Regions from separate parts of the Sus scrofa genome. Here region 1 is linked to region 2. The links are chromatin contacts, called in public HiChIP or PLAC-seq maps. All regions are on one chromosome and are shown on one strand. Each heading gives the region's core, a stretch centred on a gene start, on an enhancer-like site or on the middle of the called end of the contact. The rest is flanking DNA. Distances are from core to core; before and after follow the strand shown.

Evidence for each region. HiChIP or PLAC-seq counts read pairs in DNA pulled down with a chosen protein or histone mark.
Region 1: an H3K27ac HiChIP or PLAC-seq map of alveolar macrophages shows a contact between it and region 2. The contact joins the promoter of FERMT3 here to the promoter of MAP4K2 in region 2. A contact is called at or near these places in 1 of 5 promoter capture datasets (fetal liver) and 1 of 2 datasets of contacts at active chromatin or transcription factors (alveolar macrophages).

The regions. Positions count from the first base shown.
Region 1 is chr2:7,908,230-7,912,370 of Sscrofa11.1, forward strand. It overlaps FERMT3 (fermitin family homolog 3), which reads right to left and starts at 1,663. Exons shown (of 15, transcript XM_003122594.4): 1 at 1,260-1,663; 2 at 571-743. The coding sequence starts at 730. It overlaps STIP1 (stress-induced-phosphoprotein 1), which reads right to left. Exons shown (of 15, transcript XM_003353794.4): 15 at 3,214-3,706. The coding sequence ends at 3,634.
Region 2 is chr2:7,362,331-7,366,461 of Sscrofa11.1, forward strand. It overlaps MAP4K2 (mitogen-activated protein kinase kinase kinase kinase 2), which reads left to right and starts at 2,854. Exons shown (of 32, transcript XM_005660728.2): 1 at 2,854-3,053; 2 at 3,177-3,234; 3 at 3,474-3,564; 4 at 3,650-3,714; 5 at 4,020-4,075. The coding sequence starts at 2,958. MEN1 (menin) reads left to right here. Exons shown (of 10, transcript XM_003122585.5): 8 at 358-493; 9 at 931-1,095; 10 at 1,316-2,622. The coding sequence ends at 1,798.

The DNA.
Region 1 (4,141 bases), core at 413-2,912, 540 kb after region 2:
GCCCTGGGACCCAGGCTGCCTGGGCCTATCGGTGGGTCTGCCTTCCGGCTCTGGCTATCGGAGTGGGCCTGCTGCCCTCCCAGGAAGGGGCCGCCCCCGCTCCCAGCAGAGAAAGGCGATGAGAAGCCCCCATCACCAGGCCTGCTCCCTTCCAGGCTGATACCACAGGCCGCTCTGCTGTAACTTCCTGTGGGGGCAGGGCCTTCCCACCCAGGCTGGGCCTGTCACCAGCCTGCTGAGGGCTTCCGCCTGAGGAGAGGGTGTGGGAGTGAGTCCCTGTCACCAAGAGCCCCCTCTGCTCTCCCCTCAGACCCCCAGAATGACCCCCAAGGCCAGGCCTCTCCTGCCCAGAAGTGGGTGAACGGGGGACTGGGGCTGCCCCTTGGGGTCTTAGCAAAGCCAGTTGGAGGGGAGGAAGGAAAGACAGCGGGAGGGAGCGGAAGTTAAGTTGGGGAAATATCTTTTTTGGAACCAAATGATTAAGCTGCTGCCTGAGTCACTGCGACTCTGTTATCGAGAGCTGCGCAGCAGGGCCGGCCCGGAAGTGCCAGGGGACCCGTGGGCACTCACTGATCTCCTCCACAATCTTCAGGAGCACCCCACCGATGTGCGACTCCCCTGTGACCCGGAGGGTGACCGACTCGGCCTCGGGGTCCTCTTCTCCGACGAACACCCGCAGCTCCCAGGACGAGTCGATGTAGTCCCCCGTGGCTGTCTGCATGCCCGCCATGGCTGCGGTGGCTCTGCGGGAGGGTGGGCAGGACGCTGGGTGGGCAACCGGGGCCTGGCAGGTCGCCCGTGGTTCCCCGGGGCAAGCGGGAGGGAGAGAGTGAGCCCTCGGGCCAGAACGCCCCAACGGCAGCAAGACACGGGCCGAGTCGTTCCAGGCAGAGCGGAGATGGTTGAGCTGGAGGGACCCTCGGCGACCACGTCACCCAGCCCTCTCCCTTCGTACCAGACGGAAGATGAGGGCGGGTAAGAGAGGAAGGGGCTCCCTCAAGATGACTCAGCTCCATGCCCGTAGCCCGGCCCCAAGCCCACACTGGCAGCTGCCCACCCTGGAAATGGTTGTAAACCCAGGTCAGAAAATAGTCCGGATCAGGCCCAAAGCTCAGCTCCATCACCCCAAACCAGCCGGAGCCTCTCTAGGGCAGTGGGAAGTCCAGGCTGCCACATGGAGAGAGGCACGCTGGGCAGAGGGGCACCGGGAGGCCGGGGAAGACAAGGGTCTTTGGGCCTCCGGCCTCCCACCCACTTACCTTGTCTGCAAGGGGGTGGGGTTGCTGGTGGGGGGTCAGGGTGTGAGCCACTCCTGGCCTCAGCCCGCACACCTGCAGGCCACTGCTCGCTTCTTTCCCCTCCGCTTTCTCTCTGGAGCTTTCTTCAGAGGGCAGCCCTTGCGTCTTATCATGAACAGGGCGGGCTCAGCCCCTCCCCAGGGCGGGCTGGAGCTGGGTGCAGGAAGCAACTGCCAGTAGGGAGGTGGAGGTGGCGGTGGCGGTGAGGGTTCCACTGGGGCCCTGCCTTTGCTCCCAGTGAGCACAGGAAGCAAGTGGGGCTTGGGGACCCAAGACCACGCCAAGAGTCCCTTCCTTTGGAGGAAAGCTCAATTCAAATCAGAGAAGTTACCAAATCATGTTCCCCTAGAGAAAGCCATCTCTCATCTCCAACCTGTCATGAGGTGGGGGGGTCTCTGGGCTGTACGCATCACTCTGCTGCCAAGAGGGGGAGCTGTGGGTGGGATCCGGGTTGCTTGGGAACTTGGCAGGTCAAGTCAGCTCAAGCCTAGGAGGCCCTTTATCACCACAAAGCAGATCCGTGAAAGCCCCCCAACCCCGAGGGAAATACCCGCTTTGTCTTTTCTGCCCAAGCAGGGACTTCTACCTCCAAACCTGTCAGCCAGAGAGCTGCCCACGGGAGTGGCTGAACAGAAATTAGCCCTGATGTCTCCCAACCTGCCTGCCCCGCACCTTCAGGTCTTAAGGCTCCAGACTTGTTTCCGCCACTGTGGCACCACCTGCTCGTGCTTCCCTAGGCCAGGGCCCACGAGGCTCACTCCTGTTAAGTCCATACACACACGGGACTTGGAGACTCCTGGCAGCCCATCATCTTCCTGCCTATCACCCACACGGGTACCTGAGCTTTGGGAGCAAGGCCTTATATTCACCAGCAGCTCCCAAGCAGAAATTCTTTGTTTTTTGTCCTTTTAGGGCCTCAACCTCAGCACATGGAGGTTCCCAGGCTAGGGGTTGAATTGGAGCTACAACTGCCAGCCTATGCCATGGCCACAGCAATGCCAGATCCGGGACGAGTCTGCGACCTACACCACAGCTCATGGCAAGACCGGATCCTTAACCCACTGAGCAAGGCCAGGGATCAAACCCACAACCTCATGGTTCCTAGTCAGATTCGTTTTCGCTGTGCCACAATGGGAACTCCCCAAGCAGAAATCCAACTTTCTAGATGATCAGTTTGGGGATGGAACAGAGCCTGAAGAGACAGTAGCAACAAAGGTAGAGGAATCCCTGTGGAGGTGGCTTTTGAACTATGCCACCCAAATGAGTGAGGCGGCCTGCTGGGGATTCCCAAGGGGCCAGTTTATGCAAAGTCAAGGCTGCAGGAAGTGCAGCCAGCTGCTGGCCTCAGCTGCTTCCTAACCAACAAGCTGCACTCATGGAGCAAATGAGGAAGTTTTATTCCAGCCCCAGAAGAAACCCCAGGCCAAGGTTTTAGAAAGTTTGTTGCAACCATGATAAAGTGCTCAGGCTCAGTCCAGGGCAGGGAGTTAAGAAGTAAAACTTAACAAGCAGCAGCTGACAGACTTCAGCTCTCCAAAAGGGAGGTCTGAAGCATCTCTTGCAATGGAAATTGGTTTTGTTTCACGGGTGAGATCCAGCATCCTTTGGGTCTAACTGGTTTGTGGATTTGAGATTAGAATGTGGAGAACTGGAAGTTCATCTGAACCTCAGGAGCTGGGCCTCTCTGGGCTGGAGCCTCCGATTTCCCTCCAATGGTTCACTGAGCAACAGCACCACCTAGCGGCCACCTCACTAGGCTGTGGAACCAGGTCAAGCTCACACAGACCCCACCCCTTGAGGACAGACAGACAGGCTCTGGTTCTCAGGAGCCAATCTGCACTCACACTTCTGCCAACCCAGGCTGTGACCCCGCAGGACAGCAAAATCTTTTGGCATAAAAATTAGGGACACAGCCTTGTATAACCACGCCTGACTGGCTTGTTTTATTGGAGAAGAGGACGTGGAGTTAACAATGTGAGAACAGCTGGGACCTGAGGTTGGGAAGCACACCCTCCCCTCCCCATACAAGCCCACTGTCCCAAATAAAAAATAACCAACTATGGGAGAGCAGCTGAGACAGCGACTGGGGGCAGGGGAAGGAGACATGGAACTCGAGGGCAGCAGAAGAGACCATGCGTGTGCCGGGAGGGCCCAGAGGCAGCGGCTGCACGAGTAACGGAGTGTAAGTCTCTGCATCGTCCACAGGGGTCTGTATAAATATATAGCAGTTGTTCGCTTGTTTCCCCTCCTCTCCCTTCTGCTCCGTGCTGCGTGCCGCCGTCCCAGCTCCTCTTTCCACAGGAGGACGAAGGGAAGGGGGATGACGAACATGTCATCACCGAATTGCGATCAGACCCACGTCCATCAGCTTCTGGATCTTCTGCGCTATTACAGGATTCTTTAGGTGTCTGATAAAGAAGAGGCCAAGTTATTTGAAATGAGACTTTACCTAAAAAATTTACTTGCTCGCAGAGCAAGCTCCATTGCAAACCCTTGAGGCCACCAACAGGAGGTGGGGAAGGGGGAACTGTGAAGACCGCCCAGCAGAGAACCGCACAGGCCCCCTCTGCCGGCGCTGGGAACCTGGCCCGCCCCACTGCGCAGGAGTCCACAGACAACAGCTCTCAGCTGAGTGAGACCTTTCCCCCAGCAAAAGTGGCCTTCCCAACGAAGTGCTGGAGCCGTCATCACTAACGCTAGCTCACTACCACTGCCAACCTCCTGAATAAGAATTACACAGTAGACGTCCCCACCCAGCCCCATCATACTGCTGCCAACATGTGCCTCCCTCCCTGCTTTTGTCCGCCTTCTCCTGCTGAGGCTGCACACCCCGCCCCCAACCG
Region 2 (4,131 bases), core at 1,604-4,103:
CTTTCTTCCCCTTCCACCCAGTTTCCACCCACCCACATCCAGGAGTGAGGCCTGGGTTCCAAGCCCTGTCCCCTCTCCATCCAGTCACTAGGCAGCCAAAGCCCCTGTCACCCAAGAGGTAGGGACGCCTGATGAGGGCCTCCTGCCTCCCCCCCACCCCCCCATTTCCAACCACCATCACCCAGCTGTGGAACCTGCGTGCCCAGCCCCATGCCCCCCTTCTCACTCTTGCTCTGGGCTGCCAGACACCATGGCTGGTGAGGACCCCAGAAAAGAGACCAGGGCTCCATCCCCTGCCAGGTCCCTGGGGGGTACCCACCATGGCTGAGCCCCCTCAGTGCTCTGCTGCTCTCACAGCTACAACTACTGCCGTGAAGACGAGGAGATCTACAAGGAATTCTTCGAAGTAGCCAATGATGTCATCCCCAACCTGCTGAAGGAGGCCGCCAGCCTGCTGGAGGCTGGCGAGGAGCGGCCAGGGGAGCAGGCCCAGGTAAAGGACTGGCGCTCCAGCCTGTGTCCACCTTCCCACCTGAGCAGGGCTCCCGGTCACAGGACATGGGGCTGCTGCGCGGGACTGGGGACAGCATGAGAAAAGTGGCCCAGCGCAGGCAGAGAGCTACACTCTCTTACACAGTGGCCGAGGGCTTGGGCCTGGGTTAGAGGAAGTGTAGGGGGCGTAAGTCCATCTCTCATGGTCAGTGCCCCTCATTCAGTTGCGGGGTGAGATGGAGGTAAGGGCCGGTTTCCCCTTCCCCCAAGGCCCAGCTACGGACCGGTTTTATAAAAGGAAGGAGGTTCGAGGAATTCTCCACCTCTGCTCCCATCTGCCAGAGCCAGGGCCCTTTGCCCAGGCGAGAGGCCTGGCTGTGCCCTCTGATAAGGGGTGAATAGTGGGTCTGAGTGGTGCCCCCCTTTCCCCTTCCCCAGGGCACCCAGAGCCAGGGTTCTGCCCTCCAGGACCCAGAGTGCTTCGCCCACTTGCTGCGATTCTACGATGGCATCTGCAAATGGGAAGAGGGCAGCCCCACGCCGGTGCTGCACGTGGGCTGGGCCACCTTCCTCGTGCAGTCCCTAGGCCGTTTTGAGGGACAGGTGAGGGGCAGCTGTGCAGGGGGGTGGACAGGTGGTGACAGCAGCTGCAGAGGAGCCAGCCCCTTTGTACCCTGAAGGGGCTCTGCATCCCCTTTGGGTGCAGGTGAGGCCGAGGCCCCACGACGGGATGGCCGAGGCCGGGTCCTGGGCTTCCGGCCGCCCGGCCGCCCGGCCGCCCGCGTGCAGCCTCTTCCTCAGCCTGCCCTCCCCACCGGCGCAGGTGCGGCAGAAGGTACGCATCGTGAGCCGCGAGGCGGAGGCGGCCGAAGCGGAGGAGCCGTGGGGCGAGGAAGCCCGGGAAGGCCGGCGGCGAGGCCCGCGGCGGGAATCCAAGCCTGAGGAGCCGCCGCCGCCCAAGAAGCCGGCGCTGGACAAGGGCCCCGGCGCGGGCCAGGGCGCGGTGCCGGGAGCCCCCCGGAAGCCCCCAGGGACGGTCTCGGGCACTGCCCGCGGCCCCGAGGGCGGTAGCGCGGCGCCGACCCCGGCGCCCGCCGCCTCGCCGCCACCGGAGGGTCCGGTGCTGACTTTCCAGAGCGAGAAGATGAAGGGCATGAAGGAGCTGCTCGTGGCCACCAAGATCAATTCGAGCGCCATCAAGCTGCAGCTCACGGCGCAGTCACAAGTGCAGATGAAGAAGCAGAAGGTGTCTACACCTAGTGACTACACGCTTTCCTTCCTCAAGCGGCAGCGCAAGGGCCTTTGAAGTCGCCGGGCCTCCCCACCCGCCCACTGGGAGCCCGCCCTCCATCCGCTGAGGCTCCACCCCAGCCCCCTAGGGAGCCCGGGCTCCGCCCCCGGCCGAGGGCGCTTAGGCCCCGCCCTCAGGCCCCACCCTACCCGGAACCCAGGCTGCAGGTTCCCAGAGTACAGACTGTACCCAGCGCCCGAACCGAGGGCTTTGCCCAGTCGTTGGAATGTAGAGCCCATCCCCCAGGATCCCAGCTGGCCATTTGAAACCTTACCCTGAGCCCTTCACCAGTCTTTAAAGATCTAACCGCGGGAAACTCGGGCTCCACCTCAGAACCGAGGCTCTAGCCTTCGGCCTGACCAGTGTTGGCTCAAGGTTGCTTCCAGCCCCTAGGGCCGAGGTTTCATCCTAAACCCTAGAAGCACAGGTCCGGGAACCAAGGACCCCGCTCAGCCCCTTAGAGTACATTTCCGCACTTCGGAATTCCATCCTTTGGGAATCCAACCCCCCTACAGCCAAAAAGCCTAAGCAACGCTTCCAGAATTTGGAAATCATAGCTTCCTCCCTTCTCTATCCCATGAGTCCGGGACACGAAACGCTCCTGGCCTGTGTGAATCCTGAGCCCCGCCCCCTTCCTGACCAAACTGGCCCCAGATCAGAGCAGACCTCTCATCCGACCCTTTGGGAACCTCCCTGAGGTCCAGCCCGTCTCGGGGGACCCCGAGGAAATCTGCACGGGTTTGCAAATGGGTGAAGGGAGCCTGATCTCTTCCTGTTTTGTACATAGATTTATTTTTCAGTTGCGAGGAAGATGAATACATTTTGTAAAAAAAACAAAACAAAACTTGTCCGTGTGTCATGTGGGAACTTGCGGGTGGAGCGCCCCCTCCTTCCTCTGCTTTCTAGCCCTCCGGGCTTCGGGCTCCCCACCTGCAGAGCGCGAGGAAACGGTGGCTGGCTTCCCCCTGCGGCCGAGGGCCGCTCCCGCGGGCGCCTCCTCCCGGCCGGGCGGCGGGGCATCCCCGGCCTGGCCCCGCCCCGGGCCCCGGCCCCACCCCCGCGGCCTCGGAGCCACCGGCGCCCGCCCCGGCGGTCCCACCCCGCCCCGCCCCGCCCCGCGCCGCTCCGCGCCGGCTCCGCCGCTCCGCAGCTCGCGCCTGCCCGGCGCCGGGCCATGGCGCTACTGCAGAACGTGTCGCTGCAGGATCCACGGGACCGCTTCGAGCTGCTGCAGCGCGTGGGGGCCGGGACCTATGGCGACGTCTACAAGGTGCGCCGGGCGGCGGGACTGGCGGGAGAGAGGCGAGGAGGGTGCGCACTCCGCGCCCGCTGCGGGATCCAGCCCCCAGCCCCGCCCCCTCCTCATCCCGCTTCACCCCTCCGCCCCTTGCAGGCCCGCGACACGGTCACGTCCGAACTGGCCGCGGTCAAGATAGTCAAGCTAGATCCAGGTGAGGGCCCGGGGCCAGGCCCTTAGCGCCAGAGGGAGGGCACCGCGCCGCGCGGGCGCGATGTGAGGGGCGGAGAGTTGACATTTCCGAGACCCCCTGAGAGGCAGGCCCTGGAGGCACCGTCAGCGGCACCTGTCTGGCCTGGAGGGAGGAGGCACTCTGTGCCCATTTTGCAGATGGGGGCGCCGAGTTAGGGTGAGCCCCACGCGGCCCCTTTAACGAAGCCCCATGTTTCCCAGGGGACGACATCAGTTCCCTCCAGCAGGAAATCACCATCCTGCGTGAGTGCCGCCACCCCAATGTGGTGGCCTACATTGGCAGCTACCTTAGGTGAGGTTGCTTGATCCCTTGCCCGCCCCCAGGCAGCCCCCACGTGGCCCTGCCAAGTGCCCACCCCAGCTCTGTGTCACCCCAGGAATGACCGCTTGTGGATCTGCATGGAGTTCTGCGGAGGGGGGTCCCTGCAGGAGATTTACCACGGTGAGGGCCAGGACTCCAGGGCCCAGGGGACCGCAGCCTTCTCCCCATCCCCTACCCCAACACAGGGCAGGAAGGGAGAGCTGGAGCCCTGGATTTGGGCCCCTGTCCATTTCTCACTGGCTGTGTGACCTTGAAAGAAACACTGTCCTTCTCTGGACTCTGAATCCCAGCCTACGCCGGGAGGGGATGTGGCCGGCTCTCCTTTCACCTAGCAGTGCCTGCTGCTTTCCCCACACAGGGTGGAGCCTGGGAGGGGCAGCATGTCCCCCGGACCCCCATGCCAGCCCTTACCCCTTCCATTTCAGCCACGGGGCCCCTGGAGGAACGGCAGATTGCCTATGTCTGCCGAGAGGCACTGAAGGTAGCTGGGCCCCTAGAGCTGCTCTCACCCTCAATCCCCAGGAGCTGGGCAGGGAG